Regions from separate parts of the Gossypium hirsutum genome. Here region 1 is linked to region 2. The links are chromatin contacts, called in public Hi-C maps. All regions are on one chromosome and are shown on one strand. Each heading gives the region's core, a stretch centred on a gene start, on an enhancer-like site or on the middle of the called end of the contact. The rest is flanking DNA. Distances are from core to core; before and after follow the strand shown. Region 1 holds the start of LOC107921469 (polyadenylate-binding protein-interacting protein 5). Region 2 holds the start of LOC107921066 (endo-1,4-beta-xylanase 5).

Region 1 (6,638 bases), core at 2,483-4,982, 250 kb after region 2:
CTGTTTGGTTGAATGTAATGGAATAGAGGCGTAATAGTAATCTTGTGTTTGGTTGAATGGAATAGAGGTGTAATAACATAATGGAAAAAACTAAAATGACTAGAATACCCTTAGCATAAATTTGTTTTGGTAAATGATTATTGTTATTATTATTTAAATTTTAATAAGATTATTATTATCAATAATAAATAATTTAATCATATTTAAAAATAATTATTTTTAAATATATTTTAATTAAAATATATAATTTAATAAAATTCTTAATAATTAGCAGAAATTTGTTTTGGTAAATTATTATTGTTATTGTTATTTAAATTTTAATAAGATTATTAATATCAATAATAAATATTTTAATCATATTTAAACATAATTATTATTAAATATATTATAATTAAAATATATAATTTAATAAAATTCTTAACAATTAATATTCTTATATTAAGAGATCTCCAAACGCTATGAAAATATCTCAATCCAAGAATATTTGATCCTATCCAAAAAGTCGTTGCAAGTCGACTGATTTTCCAAATTTGAAAATTGATAAATTCGGTGAATAAAATTTAATAAATTTCACCTCATTTGTGCATATATCACAAACTATGTAAAAAGATCAATTGTTAACAATAAAAATAATCAGACAATTACATGTAATGTACCACGTGTACCTCATGCCGACATATAAAGACCGGTTTTAACTATAAAAATGGATGAAATTTTTAACAAAAAAATTAGTTTGCTCTTTGATCTTACGTACACGAATTAATTTGCCCATTCTTTTAGTAGAAAGCAAAATACAATTTTACTTCTAATATAAGTTATTATATTATATAGAGAAAATGAACCCCCAGCAAAGGCATAAACAAAACAAATACTCTTCCATCGCCAAACAAATGTAGAAAAAGTTGAGCGACCAAACAAATGTTACAGCATACAACTACACATCCAATGTTAAACCCTTCAAGTGTTAAAAGCAAAGTACTACATTTCTCAACCTTGAAGAAGAACCCTACTTGTGTACACTTCTTATCCACTGAGAGATACAACTGAAACTAGAAACACTGAAACCCCTTTGATTATGTCAGTCAGGAGGTAACAGCTGATTCTGTAGAGCCTGATGAAGACGCGCCGGTTTCACCTGCCACATTCTTCAGTTTAAGAGTACCACAGTTTGCTGAAGAGATAGATTCAGAGATATCACCGATATCCAATGTGTCGGGAAGAGTGTCAGATGACTCAACAGTGTACATCTAACAAAGAGAACTATCCAATGTACATGAATACCGAAATAAGGGCAAAAAGGTGCATTTTTTAATCCCAACCATAAACTAATTCAAGAATCAAAATCACAAATACTCCAGAAATCACTTCCAATGAAACCAAAGAAAGAACTTGCCGTACAATGAGTAAACAAGAAGCAAGCAGCATGAGGAAAACATCCTATCCCCAATATTCAAATTAGCATACATTATTAATGGCATTATAGAATAGGTAAATTTCCAAACAAATTTATATGAACAAGATAACACTACACAACCCTCAGTTATAATATATTCAACTGAAAGTGAGGTGAATAAAAACAATAAAAGCATCTGAAGGTATACGATCCATAAGAACAAAATATGTGGGGAAATCATTGACATAAATCAATGTATAAAATCATATGAAAGTTCAAAAGGTGGGAGACAAAAACAGGTGGAAAAATCTCTATCATTTGCACAGGGAGGATTAAAACAAATGAAGAAAAACCATGGTTATGCTGAAATAGGCCTGAATGCAGACTAACATCCTTAACTCTTTGATGTCATACAGTTAAAAACAAGTGAAATATGTTACCAACAACATCAGAAAATTATTCATAAATTCAATTTCTTCACTACTAGCACTTTCATAGAGGGACACTTGGAAATCTGCAGGATGGAACAGCAAGAGGAGCTAATAATATAGGAAACATTCGAGATGAAAATAATATAGAAAACGAATCCAGCAAGACCACTCAGACAATCAAGTTATATAAATTATAAAATAAAGATAGGCAAAATTTACCTCAAGTTGGTTCAGCATGTCAATAGTGGCTTCTAAGTCTCCATTATTAGCCATGTAGACATCCAGAACAGAGTCATTGGACAAACCGGGGAACATCATGCGAAGATACTCCAAATCCATGTCGAATTCCTCATCCATAATCTGCTCGCCACTCATTTCACCCTAATTTTGCATCAAAGAACCATGACCAGGGTCGCTTTTCAGTGCAACCAGGTGGTTTCCAATGCCAGGGATTGCAGATTCAAGTGAAGCATTGCTACGTGAGGAAGGATCAAACCAAGCAGACTCATTTCCAGCCTTAATATCTTTAGCTATGGAACCCTCCCTTTTGGCAAGTGGTACGTATGATGTTGCACAGGGATTCAACGAAGAAACCTCTGGCTTCATTCTCTTTGCTGGAGAAGAATACTAATCATTTTAGCCCCCCATAACATAAAAACACAAATTAAATTATATTACTAGGCAAAATCATTCATTTTTTAAAAGAACAATCCAGAAAAATGAAAATCTAATAGCAAAAACAACATACTGAACGAAAATGAATATGAGCAACTCTAATCCTAACAAGATAAAAACACACATAGAAAAAGAAAAAAATGATTGTAAATTGGAATAAACTGTGACTTTTCTTGCATTGATAGGATCATTCTGGATTTCTGTTTAACATGCAACTAAGCATCGAAAACCTGTCACGCAATTAGAACAAAATAAACTCCATGTACACAAGTTGTTGTTCTTCAAATAATCATAACAATAATCATCTAATAATGAAGTAGATAACTCAATTATTCAAAAAGAATTAAGAAGTGGAAAATTACCAATCACAAGGTGGAAAAAATTATTGGAATGTTTTAAATTGAATTTTATCAAGAAAGTAAGGAAAATTCCCTTTAAACTTTCAGGTCTTTGATTCCATGAGGGCCGTAAAGATCAACCAATGAGAAAACAACCAAAATCAAAGATTAGTAAGAAATTTTTACCGAAAATTAAAGCAAAAACTCCAGCAAAAGAGAAGAAGAAACAAAAGATTCCGTGTTTCGATGAAGTTTATATGATCAGGCCCTGAAAGTGCAATGAAGAAGACACTAACAAGACAGCCATTAAAACTCAGTACAGAGAGAAGAAGAGAGTTAGAACAATTACAGGATAATTGAGAGCAAAAGAGAGTTAGAAACCTTTACCTTTCAGTAGCAGTAACCTGGAAACCCATCAATTGAGAGCAATCGAAGGAGTGACACAGAGAAAAAGAAAAGAAAAAGGTCGACTGGTTGAGAAGGCAAAACGAAAGAGTGACTGGTTGTAAAGAAAAGAAAAGAAGAGGTTGAGAGACAGAGGAAGAGGCGAAGGAATGGGGAAGCCAATCGGGAGGCGAAGGTAGAATGAAGGAAGAGGCGACGGAATGGGGAAGCCAATTGGGAGGGTAAAACAGGGAGGGATTTGGACGCAGCACCTAATCTGAGCAAAAGGGCTGTATTACAAATCGGTGGTTTTCACCGATTAGATCTGTATTGTATTACACGGGTATTAGAAGCACATTCAACCAAACGAAGGACTAAAGATGTATTAGGTGGGGCCCACCGATTAGGGGTGTATTGGCAGTGCTAATGTTATTACTAAATTTTCTCCTTCCATATTCCCATAACCTTTAGTCATTCTTTATTAATCTTGTTCTTGTTATAAACTTAGAATGTTCATATAATATTTATGGTTTAAGCAACTTGTGATTATGTTGTTTAAAGTTTTCTATATCTTTATCGATATCTATTGTTTCTGATATTTCTACTTTATCCATATCTTTTCTTGTATTAAAGATTTTACTAAAAATACTTTTATTTTCATTATTATTGTCATGGCCATTAGAGCTGGATCCCTTAAGGGTGACGCTCGAACCACTGAATGGCTTAAACATCCTTATCTTCTATTATTCTTTAATTTGGGTCTATTATTAACCCTTTCTGTGGATAAATTCTACTTTCTATGGATCGTACCGCTGTTACACCTGTATCTTTTAAATTAGATCCTATTTGGTTTATCCAATCTGTTATACAGCTTCTACTATCTTTTGCTATTAAGTCTCTAATTATTAATTGTCTATCAACTTTTATTTCTAGAGACTTTAGTGGATGGAAGTTTATTCTTAATAGCTAAGACGTCGTTATAGATTGCTTCTAGTTTAGCGCTGGTGTTATTGATCCTCCCTATCAATGATATGTTTTATCCCTTCTATTTTCTTTTCTAAGATTTCTAATTTAGTTTTTACTTTTAATTCTAAGCTTTGTATTCTATAAGCTAATTCGTCTGTTTTATCACTAAGAGTGGTAAATCCTTTTACTCCTAGCAGTATTAGGGTATTAAGCTGGGTAATCTGGGCTAGCAAAATTATTATCATTTATGAAACCAGAGTAACCTTTTTTTGATACGTATTCTTCCGTTCTTCTAGTACTATCGTTATACAATTCTACTTTGTTATTATTAAATGGAGTCAAGGACACCAAACTCCTAGGAATGACTCGTATACAAAAAAGTATTATTGCTCCTAGGAATGACTTGTACACAGCTCAACTTATCCAGGATATTCCCCAAATCCTTCTTACCTCTTCTTCAAACGAAGCCTCAAACGTCCACCAGGCTTCTAACCAAAATTTATTCACTTTCCATTCGTTCTTTTCCCGTGCAGTGATCGAAAAAAGAATGGGGTAAATGTTTAATTTTTGCACTCAGAAACATACACAATCAATCATTCGTAGCCACTTATTTATCTAACCTTTCCCGAATGTTTGTTTCTGGAAGGTTTCCTCTTTCCCAATTAAACCATAAACCTGCATACCCGACATCTCTTAAGCAGCATTCATCTAGAACATTGTTGAACAACTCCATTCGTCATTCATTTTTGGGAGCACCCCTAATTTTCTCAAAAAAAAAATTATCTCATGAAAATCCCCACAAACAAGCCATTGGAGCTCATGATTCCTCCCTAAACTTTTGAGGATGTTCCACGAATCTTCTCTATTACTTGCACACGGAGCCCCATAGAACCCAGTGAACCTCAATTCCCAAGCTTCATCCGCTTCTTTGACCACTACATCCACATGGTTTTTTGAGAAACTACGTAGAGTAATTACGATCGAATCCTTTCATGCCAGGCATAATCCTCCATGAGTACCTACTACCGATACATCAATCCCATTAACGAACCCTCATCTGCTTCTAATTGTTGCCATCTGTTTCTCACGTGTCGAAGCCTTCTAATCGTCCTTGGATTCCCCAGTCCACAAACATTCCAACATAAAGTTTTTATTGTGCTCAGTCAGCTTGCCTCGGAGCAGGCCTCGGTCCAATTATAAATAGAGTAGAATGATACTCTAAAGTAGTCCTTTCAGCATCCGGAAGCATCGACACTACAGGTTCTTCATTCCTGAATTTTAATTTTTTGTTACCTTCCCCATCAGGCAGAAATTCATCATTTTCATTGTCCTTATTCGAACCTAACTCCCCTTTTTTCCCATCATTCACTTCCTCTCATTGTGTAGCCATCACCCCCATGCTATCCTCTTCCACCGAACTTTCTTTGCATTCTCACTTTTACCATCCATATAGCCTGATTTTCCAAGCTGACCTTCCCCAATTTCAAAGTCCATCCCTACATCTGCTACAATTGACTCAAAAGAATCCCTCAATTTAGTGCTAATTCCCTCAATCAATGGTGAGGAAACCATATTAGAATCCCCCAAATCGCGCCTCAAATTATCAGTAACTATATTTGGTAAAAAACTCTCCCAAAGCCCTATCGTCAACTGAATGGTGAACCGTCGCCGGAAACTGTACCGTAGGGTTTCCTCCACCTTCACCTCCTTCACCTATCTTCGATAGCTCAATATTCCCTATTTAAAAGCACTCACATTTATTTTTAGTGGAAAAATTGAATTGCAAACTTTCCTTTCCAAGCAACGAAGTTTCAGCCCTTAGCGCAACTGAATACGGGAAATCTTAGCTCACTTCCTCCCTTTCCCCCAACGGGATCAAATCACATTCTTGTACCCAATGTCTCATTCTCCCACAACCAAAACATAAGGTCACCAAATTTTCGTACTTAAAAGGAGATCTAAACCCTTACATTCCCATCCGTTGAAATAAATATACCCCGACGTACAGGCTTCTGCGCATCCAATTGGGCCCAAAGTTGACAAAACTCCCATTTAATTTCTAACCTTATTACGCCGCCAAAAGCCGATCCAATCGCATGTAAGAGATCCTTTTTTATCAAATTTTGGCGAGCAAGGATTGATTTTTAACCAAAAAGGGGAAAGGACAAGCCTGATTTTGATCGATCTATAGGGTTTCTTAGACGATAAAAAAAAATAACTCTCCTAAAAGGCCAAGGGCGACCCTCCATAATCATCTCCAAATCATCTTCGCATTCAAACGAGATAAAAAAAAAAAGCTCTGCCCCGCCACTTGAATCTCAAATTTCTTCTTCGGTTTCCAAATGCTCTTCAATTGTGCCCGAAAACTATCTGGATTGTAAGACTTTTGCGTCCAAAAAGAGCATATCAATGTTGGGTTCTCATTAGGGACAACTTGTGAACTCTTCAGTG
Region 2 (7,132 bases), core at 1,363-3,862:
CATGCTCACCTGTTACCCCCTTCATCTCCCCGCTTTCCCATTCTTTCAGCAGCTTGTCAACCACATCACCCGCTGGGAGATTCTTAAAATTCCCATCAGTTAAACACATTTCGTAACACCCTTTTGGATGGAGAGCCGTCCACAGCATTATCCCATTCACTGAAGGGTGTGAAAACCCTTCTCTTAGTACCTGTTCTAGGTACACCCCCTGTAATTCTTTACCAACCGAACTGCTAATATCTACCTCTGTTAGCCATATGGGGAGTCTGAGGGTAGCCAATTTGTCTATCACGGCTCGCATTAGAGGAAGGTTTGGCACTGTAAAATGACTTTCCAACCCAATTCCATCCATGTACATGCCACCGCTTTCAAGCTCTCTTATCCTTTCAATGTAAGTGTCAACTGTTGATTTAACATCACTGCAGGTTTCCACAACATTAAATTCATTCATGAACAGGGTTGCTAAAGGGTCCGATTGATGTGCAGTCTCGTAGAAATGCAAGGTTGCATCAGGTCCAAGTCGTTGCTCGTAAAAATCAAAGTGGAGCATCTCATTACTGACATCCCAGTGTATGAATTCTTCTTTGTATTTGCTCATTAAGCTCTGTATCCTGGAATTAACTGCTGATTGTAGGTCAGGGCCTGTAAGGTTCCGAACCCATGCAGGCGTGTACTTGGGGTCTTCCCAGAATATGTTGTGGCCTCTGGCTATTATTTGGTGGGCTCTAACAAACTCCAACATTTGGTCAGCTAAGGTGTAGTTGGTCTTCCCTTGATCTGGTTCTGTTGCATACCATTTCAGTTCATTTTCAAACACTGCTGCATTGAATCGTTCAACAAACCAGTTCTGGAAGACAAAAGAAAACAAGATCAATTAGCTAACATTGTCCGACATGTATTAAGAAATGAATATGAACACATACCTGATAGGGCAAATTCCCAAGAATGGTGTGTGCTATTGCAGAACCAAATGGAAAATCCTTTGAGACTTGGTTTATAGTTATTGCTGCTCCTTGCAACCTATTACCTTGTTGATCTGAGACATGTATTGTTACAGCACGCTTCCTTTGCTGGGGAAAAAATAGACAGTAAGTAATTTTGTTAAGATATTGGACATTACCATTATTGAAATATCATTTCACAAAGTGTGTCAACAGTAATTACAGTGTTAATCATGAATTGCTGGTTGAACCTCCATTCTTGATCAGTAAATGACTGTAACGAGGAACTATCAATTGTTATATCAATGTCTTTATCATCTGAGTTCTGTATATCCAGGACATTAGAAAAAAAAAGGTTTTTAGAAGCAAAAATCAATGACAGCATTCATGATCTAATGCTCAATCTTTTTTAGAAGCAAAACAAAAGGTTCACCTGGAATAGCAGTAAAGCTAAATTTGAAGGTGAATCAAGAACAAATCCACCTTTGAGAAATGACCAGCAACCATTCTTAGCCAAAACAGTCCCTATACAATTATATGTTCTGTTTTCTGTCTTCAAGCTTGCCCTAATGAGAGCTGAATTTGCACCTTGTATTTTGATCCAAGCTGTAATTGCACCAAACAGAGTAAGCCAATCCTGTAATGTTTCAAAATACAATTTGTCTGATATTCACAGTAGAAGTTTTTGTCTATGTTAAAATGTCAATTGCCTCTACAATAGGGGGATGTTCCTGAACTGGGGCCATATCTAGCATTTGCATATGTCGGTTGCCACTTTATGTGACAAATCCAAACCTTAAACATTGCCACTTGTTGGGCCACGGGCGATACAGTGTGACATGCCAGTAAGTAACAGGTACATTAAGGGTTCACCTATGTCGATGAACTTGTTTATTCTTTTTTTAAAGTATTTGTGTTTTAATATTTGTATCCGAAATTCATATGGATGGAGAACTTAACTGGAGAAACAGTAAAAATTGCCCACGGTGAGATTCTTCAAGAGAAAAGCTGGAGTGTAAAAACCAGTTGCAGTTTTGCCAAAAATGGCAGGTCTCATAATGGGCGTCTCATCTTTCAGAATCCCTCCTTGGTACAGTGGCTCCTCTGGCTGTGCTTTACACTGCAAACCAACAACATCATCAACAATTGTCATGGACATTGCGGTGAATCAAATAACTTCAGACTACATATTCATAATATAGTCAATAGATAAATGATCTATTCTCAAACTGTTTTACCTCTGTGTAAGCAGTAAAATCATATAAAGGCCCATCTGCAGCAATAAAAAGAAAAAGAACCCACTTAAGTTTTCTGAAAACCCATTAGAATGTTTTGAACAGTCAAACCAAATGTAGAAAGGGAGAGAGAACCATATGAAGCAACCAAGGAACCACTAAGAAGAATGAAGAAAGCCCAGAAGCCACCAAAAACAAGAGAATGTTTCATGTTCCTGTTTTGAACAAACTGCTATTGAATTGAACAAATGCTGAAGCTTACATTATATACCATACAGAAAAAAAATATGAAATGATTTCGGATATCAGGAGAAAGAGGGGGAGTGTACCTAATTAAGGTTTGTGGTGGGGATCACAAGGGAACAGTGACAGGCCTATGAGCACCCGTGCCTTGCTCACATGTTTTACTTAAGGGTTTCATTTGATGTGAACTTCAAATAAACTTGTCTTTGCTGCTAAATGTCCATTTATGGTTATACAGGCTTAGACTCAACGTTATATAAGTGGGAAATTTATTTATTTTCTATCCACCCTTAATATTAGTCACTTTAGCTTTAATGGAGAGTTGGCTTGTTGCTAAGGACTAAGTGATGAGTCCAAGTTAAGTGTTTTTTTAATCTAAGATTTGGTTGTGTGCCAAACTCTGGTTTTTGTCAGCAAACTGAAACAATGTTCGTTTAAACAATATTATTAGAACTTCGGTTGCTTTTGGCGACCAACTTGGGCTGCTTTGAGAAGTGTAAAAGAAGAAATTTATATAATGGACGTTCGAGGATTAGGTGACCAGTGTAACCAAGCACTGTTGCTAATACTGAGAGATTCCGAAATTAGTGATTGGGGGATAGCTTAGTTTTTGTTTTGATCATGGAGATTGGAAAAAAAAAAGCACAAGCTGTACAAGGATTGAAGATGGGTAATTAATGGGAAGTGGGTTGGAAATAGGTGAAGTCTGCTTTAGATTAAAGTCTAGTCCTCCATTGTCAGACCAGTTTGATTCCAGGGGTGCTTCATTCATGGCTAGAACTTGCACGCGTGAAGCGTGCATGATATTGGGACCATGCATTCACATGCTTTAAAAGTCAAATCACATTGAATGCCCAATCCCTCGGTTCCTCCATGGATGTGGAACCTGTTGGGCATTGAAGGAAAAGGTGAAGACATTTTCATTTTCACTGCAATTCTAGTATCACTGTAGGGAGGGTAGGACAATTTGGGAAGGAAAATAATTTATCAAAGTAATTTTTCTTTTAACTTGATAATTTTGACTTTTTAACTTTAGATAAGGTAAATATTTATCAAAACAATGTAGTTTTGTCTTTTTTTTATTTGGATTTTTTAATAACTTGAATTAACCGCGAGCGTTCAGTTGAATCGAGTGAGATTGTTTGAGTTAAATTAGAAAAATTAATATTGTCAAATTAAAATCTTGTTACAATATAATTATTTCCATGTTAGAGTATATAAATTTAAAACTATATATATTTGCAAACTTGTTTAAAGCATAATAATAAAATATTTTAATACGATAAACTTGAATCATTAATCATTCCAAAATTATTATTTTATAAAATTTTTAAAATTTCAACTTTTTATATATTTTCTAGATTTCTTTAAAAAAATTAAATTTTAAAATAATTTTAAAATTTTTTTGCAATTTTTGTTAAAAGAGACCAATTTGCTCATTTTCAAATTTGATAGGGACCAAAATGGTATTTAAATTAATCTGTTATTCGAATTATTCGAGTTATTTGAATTGTAAAAATTCAACTCGACTCGAACTCAAAGTCAGAAATTTCTTATTCAAGCTGACTCAAATAATTCATTTCGATTAACTCAAAATTTAATTTTTTTCGATTTTTTTATCGAATCAAATTTTGTTCACCTCTAATTAGAAGGATGTTGTTCAAATCAAGATAGTGTCAAAATGTGGGCCTCTAAAACCATATTTTTGAGCCCAGAGGCTTTAATCTGTCGATCAATTAGATACCGAAGACAAACTCGACTCATGTGACCCAAAAACACAAACAAGACTTTCAGAGATTCCTCCCTTATTTTCTTAGACCAGACCGGGCCAAATGAACCATTTTTTATCATGGGCAAACCCAAATAGCTGCAAGATTGTAAGTTTTATAATTATTTGAACCAAGAACATTAATATATATCTTGATAATCGTAGTAAATGCATTTAACCAAATGACATGCCTACCAATAGATCAATGAAGGCATATGCCATATGTTGCTATCTTAACAAGAATTGAACAAAATTCTAACAATTTATTACTATTACACGTTTTCTTTCGAGAGAAAAATCATACAATCATACTATTAATACAGTACTAGTGGTGTTCTAGAATCACTGATCACCTTATAAAATGATGAACCAGCCAATGGCTAATGGTGTATGCAGGATATCACTGAGCAAAGAGCTCATCAATCCTACAATTCCAGCCTTACCTTTTCTGCAGAATTGTCTATCATTGGCCATTAGATGCCGCCAAAGACTTCTTTGGTTTCCGACTGTTGAATATCTGGGTATAAATGTTCTTGGTTCTAATTGCCAGCAAAACATCCAACCCAAATCCAATAAGGGAGGCCATAGCCATTATGATAAACACGAGACCGTAACAATGGGCTCCCACACAGGTATTCCCACCTCCTGGTGTTGGAGTAGCTTGTGCATCATATAGGTAGCCAGCAAGCAGGCCAGAAAACAGGAAAGAACCTATGGGAAGATTGAGGATTAAAATGTTGTAGAGCAGACCGTAGTATTTGAGACCGAATAGTTCCGAGGCAACCGGGACAGTCACTGCTAGACGGACTCCGTAACACATGCCAACAACAATTGAACCAATGTAAAGGCAACCAGGCAATGCCAATGCCATTAGAAGGAGCCCAACCGCCATCAAGATCTGAGATGCTGCATTCCAAAGTGGCCTAGGAGTTCCTGCTTTCCTGTTTGAAACCAATGCACATGGAATATAGATCTTATTAGACATCATTATCATCCAAGTGAAAACTAGTCCCTATCAAGCTATCCAAATTGGCCAACCTTGCAATGACCTCATCTACATTGTCCATTTGCAATATTAGTTCACCTACTTTGCAACCAACACTCACTTTCAATCATTCTAAGATTTTACATTGTTATAACTAATCAATGACAGCATTAAGGAATTAATATGATGCATGTTTCATCTATTTATTGATCGCAATGCATTTAACCCAAACATCCATTAAAGCAACAAAAGCTGTCTAATCACAATATTAATTGAGGGCAAAACATTCCTTTTTTTGCTTCCAAAAGTCGGAAACTTATTGAATTACGTAAAAAGCAAAACAAACAGCAACAGCATTTCGTGTACAACTCAAGTTGAAAAACCAAACCACAAGCGGATTCAAACCAAGGTTTCTTAACCAGAAAGAAAACGCAAACCAGATTTTTTTTTTAAATAAAAATAAATTATGCAGCTTTGCGGCTCAAAGCACAAAATATTGCCTTTCAAGAAAAGAAAGAAACCAACCCATACTTATTAAAATGATGGTAGAGATGTACCAGTTTATATATTGCCAAAATCATGCATATCTAACACTTCAACACATAATTAATTAAAGATAGTTAAGATCATTGTTAAGTAAATTCTAAAAGAAAATATTTTTCTTACATAAAATGTTTTCTTGTGGTTTATTTTTTAAAACATGTATGTGATGTTTGCATACATTTGACGAAATTAATAAAAAGATCGAAAATAAACATTTTATGAACTCATCGATCAAATCAAAGAATATGGAAAATAATAACTAAAAAAGGGTATCAAGTTGCATATTACTAATAATAAACCGATGTCGACCTGAATCAATCAATAAATAAATATCCACCAACTAAAAGTAAAAGATCCTAATTATGCTAACAAAAAGTCACAATCAAGCAAAAGTTAAGGTTTTTGGCAACAACAAAAAAAGAACAAGTTGAGGTTAAGGGCAAGGAATGGAAGAAGCTTACTTGAGAAAGTACTCGGAAACAGAGCCGGAAATGATTCGTCCAAAAAAGCCCCAAATACTGGTCAATGAAATGAATATAGAAACGTCGGCGTGACCCAAGGCTAACCCGATCTGTGCCATGTTGTTTATCACCGCCATACCTGTTCCCACCCCACAAAGGAACGATGTGAACAATACCCAAAAGTCCCATGTCTGCATCGCCTCCATTATCGTGTGCTCCTCTCCTATCACCGGTTTTGTCTTTTCCACTAACACCGTTGCGTCATCCGCCGAAGCTGCTGCTGCCACTTCGGTAATGATCTCCTTTGTCTCCGCCGGCGGCGACGTAGTTTCCTCTTTCAGCAACGGTTGTTGTCGCTCCATGTCAGCTTCGAACCCGACCAAGCGCCAACTCTTTACAAAAGCATATATCGGCACCGCCAACGGACTAGCTAATAAAATAAGAAGTATAACCGCGAAAACCAGCGAAAACACTTGATTGGTTGAACCGATGAGGTCGTAAGTTAAAAGATAAACAGCGACGACGACGGCGACTATGTTGAATATTGCGAAATAGCGGGCTTCTTCCTTCTCCGCAGCGACGGAAGTAGATTGGGGGATTTCACGGAGGAATAAGATGGCGACAAGGCAAACAGCAAAAGGGATTACGGCAAGCATGACGAGGAATCGTGCTGGGTCATCGGAGAAGAGGGCAGAGCATAAGTCTGTGAAGATAGCGGTGCTGAGACCGACATACCCTTTTAAGATTCCGGAGACCGGACCACGGTTTCGCCGGAAGTTGCGGATGCAAGTGACTAACACGGCAGTGTTCATCCATGTGGTGCTGTTGCCTCCCAAGCACATAAATATACACATCTGCCAGTAAGGAAGTGGATGGATTTTCTGACTGACGACAAGCCATTGAGCACCATACCCAATCAAGCCTTCAATGGCACCAATAAGGAGGATGACGGGAGT

Evidence for each region. Hi-C and Micro-C count contacts between places; a contact is called where the count stands out from the background.
Region 1: a Hi-C map of leaf shows a contact between it and region 2, with 2.3 times the contacts expected there. The contact joins the promoter of LOC107921469 here to the promoter of LOC107921066 in region 2. A contact is called at or near these places in 5 of 34 Hi-C or Micro-C datasets (all in leaf).

Annotation. Positions count from the first base shown.
Region 1 is chrD01:55,008,301-55,014,938 of Gossypium_hirsutum_v2.1, forward strand. LOC107921469 (polyadenylate-binding protein-interacting protein 5) reads right to left here and starts at 3,733. Exons shown (of 4, transcript XM_041087453.1): 1 at 3,225-3,733; 2 at 3,024-3,105; 3 at 2,044-2,438; 4 at 857-1,247. The coding sequence starts at 2,199. The coding sequence ends at 1,083.
Region 2 is chrD01:54,757,830-54,764,961 of Gossypium_hirsutum_v2.1, forward strand. It overlaps LOC107921066 (endo-1,4-beta-xylanase 5), which reads right to left and starts at 2,613. Exons shown (of 8, transcript XM_016850918.2): 1 at 2,506-2,613; 2 at 2,312-2,391; 3 at 2,180-2,214; 4 at 1,902-2,061; 5 at 1,375-1,547; 6 at 1,165-1,266; 7 at 924-1,070; 8 at 1-847. The coding sequence starts at 2,387. LOC107922493 (protein NUCLEAR FUSION DEFECTIVE 4) reads right to left here. Exons shown (of 2, transcript XM_016852562.2): 1 at 6,177-7,132; 2 at 4,386-5,128. The coding sequence ends at 4,651.